Regions from separate parts of the Mus musculus genome. Here all the other regions are linked to region 5. The links are chromatin contacts, called in public HiCAR-type and HiChIP or PLAC-seq maps. All regions are on one chromosome and are shown on one strand. The core of a region is the stretch at or near the end of the contact, and the rest is flanking DNA. Distances in the headings are between cores, read along the strand shown. Region 1 holds the start of Tmem132b (transmembrane protein 132B). Region 2 holds the start of Aacs (acetoacetyl-CoA synthetase). Region 3 holds the start of Zfp11 (zinc finger protein 11). Region 4 holds the start of Mrps17 (mitochondrial ribosomal protein S17). Region 5 holds the start of Slc15a4 (solute carrier family 15, member 4).

Region 1 (2,700 bases), core at 109-2,608, 2.1 Mb after region 5:
CTATGCACAGTCATCCTTCCAAACAAGTTGGCATCCAGGTTTACTCCTAAGTGCGACCTCACCCAGGCAGTCGGAGCCGCAAAGTTGAGGGTGCATTTTTCCTTCCGCGTTCTGGGTATCTGTACGGTCGGTTTTTGTTTTAAGGAATGGGAAGCGAAGCTCTCAGTCTAAAGCTACCTGCTCCCAAAACGTGGGCTTTAAAGGTCTGGAGAACACAGCCCTCATACGCACATGAACAGGGCTCGTGACTGTCGCTTCTTCCCAGCCTTTGGGATTGTCTCTACTTGCCTGGGGTGGGGGAGGGGGGTACTGTCATTTTAGGATAAGCTTCCTCTACAACCAACACGTAGCAACACCGAGGTGGCTGAACCTAGCCAACTCCATCCCAGGCTGCAAACAGCATATAACTGGCTATTCTGACTTCCCCCATTCGCGGGGTTTAGGCGACAGCTGCGCAGGTGCCAGTCTGGAGCCAGACTCCCGGATCCCGGGGCGAGGGCTCTGAACACCTTCACGTTAGACATCACTAGGTGCCTGAGCGGACCACGCTCCCGGGTCCTGCTAGACCACGTATGGGTCAGGGTGCTGGGACGACCCGCGCTTCCAGAGGGTGAGCGGCAGGGTCACCTGGCTGCCTGCGGAAGCTACTTTGGGAGACAGCGGGAGCCACTTGGGGGAGCGGGTAGCTTTGGGAGGCTGGAAACAGAGGGGCAACCAGGCGCGGGAAGGACTGCAGCCAAGCCAGACATGGCCAGCCCAGACGACCTCCAGGCCCCGCAGGTGTCCAGACAACAGGACAGCAATCCACGGACGCTGGGCCACTACATCTCCAGCAGACCCCGGGGCCCGGGTGCCAGGCAGCGTAAGGAGGGGTATTTCAGGGAGCCCTGCCTGTGGCTCCCGGAGCCCCAAAAGGATCCAAAGGGCAGCTGGGACTGGAGAGGAGGCAAAGGGGACGCGCGCGGGGTTTGGGCCGCCCGGGGCTCCCCAGACCCGCCAAGAGCAGGAGGCGGCGGCCGCCCGGGACTTGGGACCCAGGCAGCAACTTTGCGCGCGGGGTCGGGGAGGGGACGCGGCCGCGTTACCTGCGCAGCGGAGCGCGCTCAGCGCCAGCAGCAGCCCGAGCGACGCGGCCGGGGCCCGCATGGTCCTCCCGGGAGCCGGCGCCGGGCTCCGCTCGCTCCTGCGCCGCCGCCTCCCGCACCTCTCAGCTCCGCGCTCGGCCGCCGGCTGCAGACGGCGCCCGGGCTCAGCGCGCGCCCGCCCTGCACTTGGCCGGAGTTGCGCGGCCCCCGCCGGCGCCGCGGCTCCTGCGCCCCAGCGCGCGTCCCATCCCGCCGCCGCCTCGGCCAGCGCCAGCTGCCGGCCGCCCCTCCAGCCAGCGCGAGAGTGAGCGAGCCGAGCAGGGAGGAGGGGAGGGAGGAGGGAGGAGGAGGGGAGCAGCCAGGAGGGAGGAGGAGGGAGGAGGACAGGAAAGGAGGAGGAGGAGGGAGAAGGGGAAGGGAGGAGGAAGGAGGAGGGAGAGGAGGAGGAGGAATGGGGCTAGAAGAAGAGGGAGGAGGATGGAGTTAGGGAAGGAAGGAGATGAAAGGAGGAAAGGAAGGGGAGAAGAAGAGGAATAGGGAAGAGAGGAAGAGAGAGGAGGAACATACCCAGAGATGTTAAAGAATAGAAAAAGAGGAGGCAGGGAGGTGTCCTCCCCCCCCCCCAGTCCCCTCCCCTCCTCCGGGCCAAGACACCAGGCGGCCACCCAGCGGTTAAGCGTCAGGATGTGTCACTCACTCCCAGGGGAGAGCACAGGGCCGCCAAGGCCTGTGGAGACCCGAATAGGTAGTCGGGCAGGGACAGAGAGAGCGTTTAGAGTGCGGAGCGGGTTCCCAGGGAGTGTTGGGAGGGAGCGCAACGCTGGGCGTCCCCGGGGTTGAGAAGGCAAGCAAGCTACCGGAGAGGCCCGCAGAGGAGGCATCTGTGAGGGATAGATTGCTGCGCGCAGACTAGGGCACGTGATAGATGTGGTGTGGCCTGAGAGCCCGCAAGAGTATCTACCAGCCTCAGGCAGATCAGAGCGCTCTTTCTGTGCTAAGGAGTGGGGAGAGGAGGCACGGCTCCGCCACCAAGGCAGGTCGTCCGATATGTCCACGAAGTGGGCCAGGCTTCAGCCCGGCGTGGGAAGAGAGTCCCAGCTTACAGGGACCAAGAAACTACAGTCCCTTTGAATGCACAGCCTAGTCCAGGCGACAGGTTGAAACAGGGAAGCTCCGAGGTGCTTCTCTGAGAGGCCCTGGAAGTTCCCTTCACCAGGCTGCAAAGCCAGACAGAGGCTGTGGTGTCTAAACACCTGAATTAGAGTCTGGGTTCTGCTCAACCTGCCACCAGTTTCTGGTGTCCTGGCTTGGCGTAGAAAAATGGGTCAGAAGCCGGGAGTGGTGGCGCACGCCTTTAATCCGAGCCCTCGGGAGGCAGAGGCAGGCGGATTTCTGAGTTCGTGGCCAGCCTGCTCTACAAAGTGAGTTCCAGGACAGCCAGGGCTATACAGAGAAACCTTGTCTCGAAAAACCAAAAAAAAAAAAAAAAAAAAAAAAAGAAAAAGAAAAAGAAAAAGAAAAAGAAAGAGAGAGAGAGAAAGAAAGAAAGAAAGAAAGAAAGAAAGAAAGAAAGAAAGAAAGAAAGAAAGAAAGAAAGAAAGAAAGAAAAAAAGAA
Region 2 (2,700 bases), core at 112-2,611, 2.1 Mb after region 5:
AAGGACAGCCAAGTGCTGCTGAGACACTAGGAAGAAGACTCAGAGGGCTGGTGCTCAGGGTGGGAAAAAGAAAAGATTCAGGAAGGATCCGGAGACAGATCCTGGGAGCCAAGACAGACATTGATGCCAACGGAGACAAGGGGATCCCTGCAATTAGAGGGGTAACGGAGGTGAAAATGAAGAAGACAATCAACCAACCAACTCGAACTGAAAACCCCAGGCAAACACCTGAGAAGGGGGGCAGAGCAGGTGGAGGGACTAAGCAAGCCCCATGGATCCCTGGGAACGGCATATGGACAAGAACCTCGCCTGCCAAGGGCCTCTGCCCCACCCATAATCACACAGACCAGGGTGGTGGCTGGAAGCAGGATCTGTTTAGAGCTGGGGTAAGAAAGGACTCTACCTTAATTAACTTTAAAGGAAGGAGGAGGAACGAACTCTGACCTTTTCAGGAACCTGAAATTTCAAGCTGGTCCCTAGCAAAAGGCAGATGGAGGGAGCCTGTCACATGAAACCCGTGAACTCAAAAAGAACTGCAGATAAGGCCCGAAGGAAGCCCCCAACGAATGGAAGTCAAGACCTCAGGAGACATTTCCCAAGCAGGCAAGCCTAGCAAAAGATCGGAGGAACCAGAGGGTGTCTGCCACTTCCAGAGGGTGACTCGCCTGCAGAAAGGGGGCCTCTACAGGCCAGGCGGTGATGCTTCCCAAAACAGTGAAGGAAACATCATCAGAAGACCAGCACCTCCTAGAGGAGGGCCCAGAGCCAGGGGGCTCCCCCAACCCAAAGACAGGGACACTAGCCATCCATCCATCAGAGGCCCACGGCAACATCTAGGAGAACCTCTCTAGAGGGGGACCCCCAAGGCAACGAGGATCCCCCAATCCCTGTGCCATTCATCAAGGTACCTAAGTAGGGAAAGGGAGGGACCTCCCTAGAGGGGTACCCCCAAAGCAGGGGGCTTCCCCGACTGTAAGACAGGAACACTGGTCGGATATCCATCCAACAGAGGCTTATCCCAACAGCTAGCAGGGACCTTCCTAGGGCGGTCCTCCCTGGAGGGAACAGCTTCCGGGAAGGCCCGTGACGGGGGGGGGTGCACTAGCCGCGTGCCCCGTACTCACCAAGCGCCAGGCCGCAGGCGGTACCCACGGCCGCCCGGAAGCGGTCCATCTGCGTGTCCTTCTTGCTGTCAGGCTCCCACATCACCTGGCACTCCATGATCTCCTCGCGCTCGAGCCGCGCCAGCTTGGACATGGTTGCGGAGCTGCGTGGCCGGGGCTGCCGGGCTTTGGCTGAGAGCGGAGAGCGCAAGGCGTGGAGCGGATCAGCGGTGCGCCGACGAACCACAGCGCGAGACTGAACCAGCGCCGGCGCGGCCTGTGGGACATCCGGCCTGGTCACACCCCCAGCAGCCTTCGCCACGCCTCCAGAAAGCCACGCCTCTTGAGACCACGCCCTCTTCTGTAACCCTCCGCCGCGCCGCGCCTGCAAAAGGTGCGCTTGCTGCCAAAAAGAGTGCCTCGCCTGCGCAGGCGCGATAAGCATGTTCCACGCCCTCACTTATTGCACAACTTACCGGGTGTTGCTCTGTTTACTTATTGCCCTCGTTCGTTCGTTCATTCATTCACTTATTCAAATTAAGTTGCTCCTCCAACACTCACTTTAGCTGCGGAGATGTCTTAAGCCTAAAACGCGTGCAGAAGACCTCTAAAATGCGTGTCCGTGTCGCGTGTGCTCACTCACAGGGATGCTGTAGCAGGGATACATGGGGTATATAATGTAACATAAGATACTGAGTGAGTGAGACCTCAAGTCTATCGTCAAGACTGAAAATAAAAGCGTTAAGCACAGGACATTCTGGGGCAAGCCTGAAACCCAGCACTTTAAAGACTAAGACAGGAGGATGACAGTAAGTTCCACTCCAGCATGGACCTCAAAGCAAAACCCTGTAATCGGAATACTTGGGAGGTAGAGGTGGGAGAGGCGTCTGGGCTTTAAGATTATTCTTGTAACAGAGTGAGTTCAAGACTAGCCGGGGCGCCGGGCGTGGTGGCGCACACCTTTCTTTAATCCCAGCACTTGGGAGGCAGAGGCAGGTGGATTTCTGAGTTCGAGGCCAGCAGAGAAACCCTGTCTCGAAAAACCAAAAAAAAAGAAAGAAAAGAAAAGAAAAGAAAAAGACTAGTCCGGGCAAACTTTAAAAAGCCATGTGTTAAAACTAAAAGAAAAGAGAGGGCTAGGGATGTGACTCCATGTTGCTCACAGTGGCTTGCAGGTGACAGAAGGGAGCTTTAGGAAATCTTGCAGGTTTCCGAACAAAGAGAGGAGTCAGTGTCCAGGGCCCCCCAAGCAAGAATACTGTGTCCTGTGGGGTGTGCACGTTCAACTAACTGAAAAGGCCCAGGTCTTTGAAAAGGCCCAGGTCTTTGGTACTATAGCCCTGGAGTAGCAAAGTCAGTGAACGAAACGGTAGCAGCTTAAGTTCGTCCTGGGGGAACATCAGAGATGCTGGCTTTGAATCTGGGGGAGAGCATCAGAAGGTTCCTACAGAGAGAACGCATGCTCAGATCCTACTATGATGAGAACCTTCTGGATGCTAATAGTCTTGTCAGTCCATTTGGTACTTTGCTGTCTACCCAGTGTCTAAAATAACTGAAAACAAGTTAATTTTCTTTCTCTCTTTGTGTGTGTGTGCAC
Region 3 (2,700 bases), core at 1-2,500, 2.1 Mb before region 5:
GCAAGTGAGTCTTTCATCTCCAAACTGAAGATTCTTCATGCGTACTCTACTGTAGGAAACCACTGGGGGAAAAGCTGAGCAATGTAAGCTGAAAATAATTCTATGTAAGCTGAGCAAGCCAGTAAACAGCACTCCACTATGGCCTCTGCATCAGTTCCTGCCTCCAGGTTCCTGCCCTTTTTGAGTTCCTGTCCTGTTTCCTTCAGTGATGAAGAGTGCTCTAGAAGTGTAAGCAAAACAAACCCTTTCCTCCCCAAGTTGCTTTGGTCATGGTGTTTCACAGCAATAGTAACGCTAAGACATACACCATAGTCAAACTAGAAATATCCAAAGATTAACTGAAAATCAAGAGAGAAATAAGCAAAATCAACACATATCTAGCAAAGTATGATCTCAGTTACAGAAATAATCTAATCAGAATTAGAAATTTAAAAGTGAAGCCAGAGGTTGTGGCATACACCTTTAATCCCAGCGCTTGGGAGCAGAGGCAGGTGGATTTCTTAGTTTAAAGCCGCCATGATCTACAGAGTTCCAGAACAGCCAGAGATACACAGAGAAACCCTGTCACAACAAACAAACAAACAAACAACAAGTTTCTTTAAAGTCAAAGAAAAAGACTATCAATATAGGATTCTGTATTCATCAGCGCATTCTTTCCAGAACAAAGTGGGAGTCAGGTTGCCCTGACATGCCATGATATCTAATACATATCTAACAGGGGTTTGAAGCAACTATATGGAAATGCAAAAAAACAAAAACAAAAACAAAAACAAAAAACAAAAAACAAAAAACAAAAAACAAAACAAAAACATTGTACAAAATTCTTAAGAGAATTGTCAAAAATAATCTATACAGCAAAGACCTATCATTTTTGTCCCTACTCAGCCTGGAAGTGATAACTTGCAGTGTTAATCAAGGCTGTGGGATGCCAAAAGTGGTCTGCATCCAGGTCCCTTAGACTGAGAACTACCATGGAGACAGACTTCATTCTGTCTTGGCGGGCTTTGGGTGGGGTGCCACCATCACTGGAGACCGTTTCCTATTTGCACCTCCGGTCCAGCTCTTGCCAGCCAGCCTGTTGCCCTCACCACTTGGACTCCCAGGGAGGATTATTCCTAGCCACCTCGGAACCCAAACACTCTCCGGGTCACCGCGGAACCCGGAGACCCGGGAACCCAGATACCCCGGAACGGAAGCCTGCGGAAACCGGAGACCAGAGAACCCGGACACTCTGGAACGGGACACCGCGGAAAAGATCCGTTCCGGAATCGGGACAAGGTGAGTCCGGGCTCGGCCTCCGAGCAGGGAGGTGGTTTTTGTAGATGCAGCGGTGCGGGATCGGCGGCCAGTCCCGGGTCGGGTCGAGTTCTCTAGGGCATCTGTCAGCTCGCGGCGAGGGCCCAAGGCTGGCAGCCCGATGGCGGGATACTGGGGACATCCCGACTCCCCGTGTGCCGGTCCTGCCCGAGAAAAGCCCTGAGCTGGGGTCCGCACCCACTTCTCCCCAGCGGCCTGCACCTTGGACAGTAAATTCCTACGAATTTCCCATGTCTTCACATTAAACTGTCCCCGCGTATCAAACAAATTCTTGTGCTTTTTATATTTCTGCCCCCCCCCGCCCCCGTGCACATCGGGTAGCAATGCAAAAGGACTTGTTTTGTGTTCGTGAACCGTGCGTCTGTGCAGAAAGCACTGGACAGCTATTAATTAGAATCCTAGTAAAACTTTTCACGTCACTCCTTCTCCCTAGGCACGGGCACTTTAGCACGAAAAACCTTTGGGTTGAGCTTTCCCCTGGCTGATTTCAGAGGTGATACATATGCCTTTTTTCTTTTTCTTTTTTCTTTTTTTGGTACTGGATTTCAGTACTTCTGACCTCAAGCGCAGGTACTAGGTGCTACCGGTGCCATGTCCCAGATTAGGAGTTGTTAAGGTCCCTGGGATTCTGTCCTCGGCGGATCTGTGAGCCTGCAGCCTTTAAGGCTGGTTACCAAAGGGATACAGGGACTGTTTTATTTACATATCTTGGCTACTGTAATATTATAACTGTGTCCTCATCTTGGTATATTTACTCTCTATTGTGACTTATGGGTCATACAGTAAGCCAGCTTTAACTTTTTTTTCAAGAGCTTTCACGTTATTTAAAAATTCATATACTCACCTTGCCAATAGTTCCCAAGGACTGCCCCTCCCTGTGTTTATGTTCCCTAGACCCCCCTCCCCCCTTTTGTTTTTTCTTTAATGACAGACATCTCTTCAAGTAGCCCATTCTGGCCTGGAAGTTTCCTTTTTTTTTTGGTTGATGCCTCCTGAGTGCTGGGTTAGCTTTTTGGTAAGAGCTCCCAGTCCTGGGTTTAATCGTTGTTGCAAATAAATGAGAGTCCATGCTTTGACATAGCTCCTGGAAGCATATACTAGAAACACTTCAGGACTGTACAGGGACCTGTGATTTCTAGCTTTTTTACCTCATGACTACTACCCTGTGACTGTGCTTACACGTGTGTGTATAGTTATTCACTGCCTGAGGTCTAGGGAGACTTTTCATCACCTTTGTTTCCAAAAAGTTTGGCAGTTCATATATGGATCCTTTAATGAAAGATTGGGGGGGGGGTCAGTGCCCTGCCCCCCCCCCCAACCAATTCCATGAAGTTTAAGGATGCTCTGTTTGTTCCAACAACAACAACAAAAGCCTGAAGGATT
Region 4 (2,700 bases), core at 6-2,505, 2.1 Mb before region 5:
ATTGACATTATGTGTCTGTAAGCACCTAAAATAAAACAAGAAAATACCCTCAAAGCTTAACATTGTTAAGACACAGTCTTGCCCCCTTTCCCCTATCCATTAACAAACCAATGGCTTTGTTTCATTTTTTTGAAGTTTACCTTTCTCCACGGTAGCCCAGGCTTGCCTTAAATTGGGAGATGTTTCTACATTAGCCTCCCATGAGTTGGGCTAGAGCGATACCTAAGCAGCTAAGCACTGGTTGCTCTTCCAGAGGACCTGGGTGCAGTTTCCAGCACCCTTATGGTGGCTCAAAACCTCTGTAGCACCCGTTACAGGGGATCCTCTGAAATTATACACAGGCTGGTGCCACAATACCCCATTTAAACTAGCCTTCAGATGGTTAGAGCTTATCAAGTGAATTTTGTCAGGAGCAATGCCTGTGTCCAGTAGTCATTTTTTCTACTTTTCTGAAACAGCCAGGCCAGAGGTCCTTAAAGGTCTTATCTTTATAATAGTTACAAAGTAGAAAATGGATCTAACCCTCATATTCCCTATACAGAAAAGTTAGGAATAACATGGCCTGCTCACAAGTGTTTCGAGGAACTATTAGTGTGTAAGCACACAAGTAAACTGGTCACACTGGAGTCCCTCTATCCAAATGAGGAAGGATACAGTGGGAAAATAAGCAGTTAAGAGACCAGCTAACTTAATCATTCGGAAAAATTCCCCTGCTACTGATCACAGAAGCTCTACAGAGCAAAGCTCTTCTACCTACAGGTACCTACGAGCTCACTAGAAGACAAGTCACCTTATTTACTCTTTACCCACTATTATTTGTGCTGTAACCATTTAGAAACACCTTGTCACTTGGTAACCTTTCTTGGAACTGGTCCCGGGTTAGGGAGTATTACTAATAAACGGGGTTGTTTGAAGCGCTCAACTCTCGAGTCTGCGGTGTTGATTCCTTGTCGTTACCAGGGCACGATCTCGAGGCCACAGCACTTACTGCAGCTGTCTGTCTCAGTTACAGCCTGCTACTGTACACACAAGGGCTCACGGCAAGACCTCGGCCGGTGAGCCAGGTTCCTGTAGAGGAAAGACGAGACTATGACTCGGGGCCGCTCTGAGAATCAGTCGCTACCGAAACCACCAGGGAAACTGACACGGGACGCAGCACTGCTGACCCCCAGAACCCAGACCTGGTTGACACCCTCGCTCACCTCCGGAGTCCACCACAAGGCCGGCGGAGCATGGGCGCAGCGTGATGACGCTCACGGTGCGCTAGCCCCACCCCTCCCATTTCACAGGGCGCCAGTCCTGTCAGTCTTGGGCGGGGCTAAAGATAAGAACGCGCCCAATCTATTTGAACAAGCACCTCCCGGCGGAAGTCCTGGGGCTAATTGTATCCCGCTTATTCTTTTTTTATAGGCACTGCAATAGATGCGCAGGAGGGTCCTACCTTTTCCGATTCCATTTTGTTTCCTGCTCTTTTGATTTCCCAGGAATAGATTGGACATGTCTTCAAATCAAAGGGCCTTGTATTTGTCAGACAGAAACTCCTTTTCTTTTCTTTTCTTTTCTTTTCTTTTCTTTTCTTTTCTTTTCTTTTCCTTTCCTTTCCTTTCCTTTCCTTTCCTTTCCTTTCCTTTCCTTTCCTTTCCTTTCCTTTCCTTTCCTTTCCTTTCCTTTCTTTTCTTTTCTTTTCTTTTCTTCAGTCTCACACTACATCTGCCTTGCCTCCGCCTTTCCAGGGTTGGATTACAGGCTTGATCTACAATAATTTCTAATATCCTGTTGCACAGTGTAATATTTGCATACATCAAAGCAGCAGATACAGGTGGTTTGGAATATTTTTAAGGCAAAGATGTGATAAGTGTATGGATATGCCAACTACCCTGACATTACTGTATGTGTGCACTGCAATATCACAGTGTATCTCATAAAGATGTATAATATGTAGGTCAAAAAATTTCAAGTTAATATTAAAGGGGGACGTGGTGGCACAGAAATATGGTCAAATGGCCAAGGGCTTTTCTTTCATGCACCATGTCCTAGAAACAATCCCCAGTATTAAAATAACAACAATAAAACAACGCATCAATCTGTCCAACCCTTTTTTTTTTTTTAGCAAACATTTATGGAATATATATTCTAAGAATCTGTTAGGCATTGCAGGGAAAAGATGAATAAAAGGGAGACAAAAGTCTATTAGAGGCAAGTGAGAAACAACCAAACCAGTTATGAAGTAGGTAATAAAAGAGTGTAAATACAGAGAACATTTCTTTACACACACACACACACACAAGCACATACAAATGAAAAAAAAAGAAAAACTCAAGCCGTTCAGATAGCTCAGCAGGTGAAGATTCTTACCACCAAGCCTGATTGTCCAATTTCAATTCTCACAATCACATGGTGGAAGGAAGAACCTAGTCCCCAAAACTGTCCTTCAGTTTCCACTTTGTTCTGTGGCTTATGCACACACACACACACACACACACACACACACACACACACTATACTCACACACACACTGTGATGGTTTGTATATGCTTGGCCTAGAGAGTGGCACGATTAGCGGGTGTGGCCTTGTGTGAGTAGGTGTGTCACTGGGGGTGTGACCTTTAAGACCCTCATCCTAGCTACCTGGAAGCGAATGTTCTGCTAGCAGCCTTCAGATGAAGATGTAGAACTCTCAGCTCTGCCTGCACCATGCCT
Region 5 (2,700 bases), core at 30-2,529:
TTTTCTTTTTAATTGCCTGTGTCTGTATGTGTGGACATACATGCAGTGTCTGCTGTCTATCCATTGTGTGGGGCTCCCAGCAGGGGGATAGAACTCAGGCTATCACCAGGCCGGGTAGCAAGCACCTTTACTTGGTAAGCCATCTCACTGGTCCAGTCTTTAAGCAAACGTTCCAAGACTCAGTCTTACTTACCAGCAGGACTAAGAGTCAGTTATAGGCTGTAAATAAAGGTTTTGGTTTTAGTTTCTTTTCTTTTCTTTTCTTTTCTCTTCTTCTTTTCTTTCCCTTTCTTTCTTTCTTTTTCTTTTTTCCTTTCCTTTTTTTTTTTTTTTTTTTTTTGAGACAGGGTCTCACTATGCAGCCCTGGCAGAACTCACTGTGTCGACTACACTGGTTTCGAACTCACAGAGATTCGCCCGCCTCTGCCTCCCAAGAGCTGGGATTAGTGGCATGTGCCACTAAAGATGTGTTTAGTTTTATGTGTATGGATGCTTTGCGTTCATGGAGGTCTGTGCACCCTGTGTGTGTGCAGTAGCCCTGGAGGCCAGAAGAAGGTGCCGGATCCACGAGGAACTAGAGTTACAGATTGTTAGGAGACACAAGGTGGGTGCTGGGAATCGAGCCCAGAACCTCTGACTAGCAGCCAGTGCTCTTAACTGTGGAGTTATCTCTTCAGTCCTTAAAATAATAATAATAATAATAAGAAGAAGAAGAAGAAGAAGAAGAAGAAGCAGCAGCAGCAGCAGGGCGGTAGTGGCGCACGCCTTTAATCCCAGCACTTGGGAGGCAGAGGCAGGCGGATTTCTGAGTTCGAGGCTAGCCTGGTCTACAAAATGAGTTCCAGGACAGCCAGGGCTACACCGAGAAACCCTGTCTCGAAAAAAACCAAAAATAAATAAATTTTAGTAATTTTTGTTTTAAGAAGAGACAGAAAAGTGAGATACCAAGAGAGGGAGAGGAGGCCGAGACTGTTACACTTGACGCCTGGGTCCTGAGAAGATGGCAAGAAGGGAAGATTTAGACCCTGGTGACCTGGATTAGGAACCCAGTTTGGGGCCGGAACCTCGGAGTCTAGGGTTCCAGTTTCCCGGTGGAACCCCTCCAGCCATAGGAACCACCATCCCTCCACGCATCTCAACAACAAACCGCTGTCAAGTGAAAGGCCCGCTTGGCCGGATTTCCGGGGGCGGAACCGGCAGCCACCCCCGCCCAGCTTGCCCAGTTAAAAGGCGGCGGCGGGAGAGGGAGGGAACTCGCTGTCTCGCGAGAGTTGGGCTACCGAGTCCTCAGTGAACCGGCCATGGAGGGCGAGCGGGCGCCGCTGTTGGGTTCGCGGCGTCCGGCAGTGTCGGCGGCGTCCGCGGTGTTCGCGGGGCGGCGTGCGGCGTGCGGGGCGGTGCTGTTGGCCGAGCTGCTGGAGCGCGCGGCCTTCTACGGCGTCACGGCCAACCTGGTGCTGTTCCTGAATGGCGCGCCGTTCGACTGGGAGGGCGCGCAGGCCAGCCAGGCGCTGCTGCTCTTCATGGGCCTCACCTATCTGGGCTCGCCGTTCGGGGGCTGGCTCGCCGACGCCCGCCTCGGCCGGGCCCGCGCCATCCTGCTCAGCCTGGCCCTCTACCTGCTGGGCCTGCTGGCCTTCCCGCTGCTGGCCGCGCCCCGCTCGCGCTCCTTCCTCTGCGGGGACCCGCGGCCCGAGCTCGTGCGCAACTGCTCGGCGCCCTTCCCCAACGGGTCAGCGTCGTGTCCCGAGAACGCCGCGCGCCGCTGTGCCCCCGCCACCTTCGCGGGGCTCGTGCTCGTGGGTCTCGGGGTGGCCACGGTCAAGGCCAACATCACGCCCTTCGGCGCCGATCAGGTGAGCCGGACCCGCTCAGGTCTTCCCGGGTTTGGGGACCACCACCCCCCCCCCCCCCGCCGCACCTCCTGCGCACCACGGCTACCCGAACCTAAGCGTTGACTTTAACAACGCTGGGGACACGGGGGAACTGGCACGGTAGCCTGTGTATCATCTGCACCTCCTGTCCCCCAGGGTTCTTCCACTGATTGGAAAAAAGGAGCCACCCCAAACACCTAAGCCTACATCCCCACTTGCCTCTGCACCTATGCGCAATCGATCGGAAAGCACAGGGCTGCCCACCAAGCTTCCCAACCCATAGACCTGCACCCCACATCGCCTCAGATCTAGAGAAAGGTTAAGGTGAGGGAGAGGAATTTCCCAACCCAGGGAATCTCCCTTGTAGTGCAGAGAAGAAGGCCACCTGCCTCTGATCCCTCCTTGTTAGTGGAGGTGAGGAAGGAGACCTGCTCTTCCCTTGGAGAGTGGCAGGAGGAAACCCATCTGCTCCAACACCCGAGTGGGTAGGAGGAAGGGCAAGACTCCCTCTAATGCGTGTGGGGAGGAAGCCCATGAGTAGAACCCATTCCACACCTGGCACTAGGTCCAGGACTGAGTAAGAGGGAGTAACAGCCCCTTCCCCTCCCCTGTGCGCACCGCTGTCCACATCTGCTCTTGCATCTGGTAGGGGACTGTAGGAGGGGAGAGAACAACACCCACCCTCTGCTCTGGGGGAGCTTTGTGTGTGTGTGTGTGGGGGGGTGGTGGTGGAAGTACTGGAATAGGGGAAAGCTGTATAAACAGTTATGATCTGGGTGGTAAGGAAGAGTTGAGGTGGGATTTATTCGTGATGCAGTAACCATTG

The links. HiCAR-type assays count read pairs that join an accessible place to other places. HiChIP or PLAC-seq counts read pairs in DNA pulled down with a chosen protein or histone mark.
Region 1: an H3K27ac HiChIP or PLAC-seq map of epiblast stem cells shows a contact between it and region 5, with 27 times the contacts expected there. The contact joins the promoter of Tmem132b here to the promoter of Slc15a4 in region 5. A contact is called at or near these places in 1 of 15 datasets of contacts at CTCF or cohesin (large pre-B cells), 2 of 484 Hi-C or Micro-C datasets (both in B cells) and 7 of 115 datasets of contacts at active chromatin or transcription factors (astrocytes, bone marrow-derived dendritic cells, bone marrow-derived macrophages and 4 more).
Region 2: a HiCAR-type map of astrocytes shows a contact between it and region 5, with 6 times the contacts expected there. The contact joins the promoter of Aacs here to the promoter of Slc15a4 in region 5. A contact is called at or near these places in 6 of 39 promoter capture datasets (the C10 cell line, embryonic stem cells, hippocampal neurons and 3 more), 1 of 484 Hi-C or Micro-C datasets (B cells) and 5 of 115 datasets of contacts at active chromatin or transcription factors (the 230-238 cell line, astrocytes, bone marrow-derived dendritic cells and 2 more).
Region 3: an H3K27ac HiChIP or PLAC-seq map of bone marrow-derived dendritic cells shows a contact between it and region 5, with 5 times the contacts expected there. The contact joins the promoter of Zfp11 here to the promoter of Slc15a4 in region 5. A contact is called at or near these places in 3 of 115 datasets of contacts at active chromatin or transcription factors (bone marrow-derived dendritic cells, large pre-B cells and stem cell-derived neural progenitor cells).
Region 4: an H3K4me3 HiChIP or PLAC-seq map of pro-B cells shows a contact between it and region 5, with 8 times the contacts expected there. The contact joins the promoter of Mrps17 here to the promoter of Slc15a4 in region 5. A contact is called at or near these places in 5 of 39 promoter capture datasets (the 3T3-L1 cell line, the C10 cell line, the HPC-7 cell line and 1 more), 1 of 15 datasets of contacts at CTCF or cohesin (large pre-B cells) and 2 of 115 datasets of contacts at active chromatin or transcription factors (bone marrow-derived dendritic cells and pro-B cells).

What each region holds. Positions count from the first base shown.
Region 1 is chr5:125,531,076-125,533,775 of GRCm38.p6, reverse strand. It overlaps Tmem132b (transmembrane protein 132B), which reads right to left and starts at 1,358. Exons shown (of 9, transcript NM_001190352.1): 1 at 1,086-1,358. The coding sequence starts at 1,146.
Region 2 is chr5:125,474,534-125,477,233 of GRCm38.p6, reverse strand. It overlaps Aacs (acetoacetyl-CoA synthetase), which reads right to left and starts at 1,361. Exons shown (of 18, transcript NM_030210.2): 1 at 1,125-1,361. The coding sequence starts at 1,257.
Region 3 is chr5:129,668,638-129,671,337 of GRCm38.p6, reverse strand. Zfp11 (zinc finger protein 11) reads left to right here and starts at 1,250. Exons shown (of 3, transcript NM_172462.4): 1 at 1,250-1,278.
Region 4 is chr5:129,714,052-129,716,751 of GRCm38.p6, reverse strand. It overlaps Mrps17 (mitochondrial ribosomal protein S17), which reads right to left and starts at 1,255. Exons shown (of 4, transcript NM_001356959.1): 1 at 1,203-1,255; 2 at 989-1,068; 3 at 1-25. The coding sequence starts at 8.
Region 5 is chr5:127,615,971-127,618,670 of GRCm38.p6, reverse strand. Slc15a4 (solute carrier family 15, member 4) reads left to right here and starts at 1,279. Exons shown (of 8, transcript NM_133895.1): 1 at 1,279-1,856. The coding sequence starts at 1,302.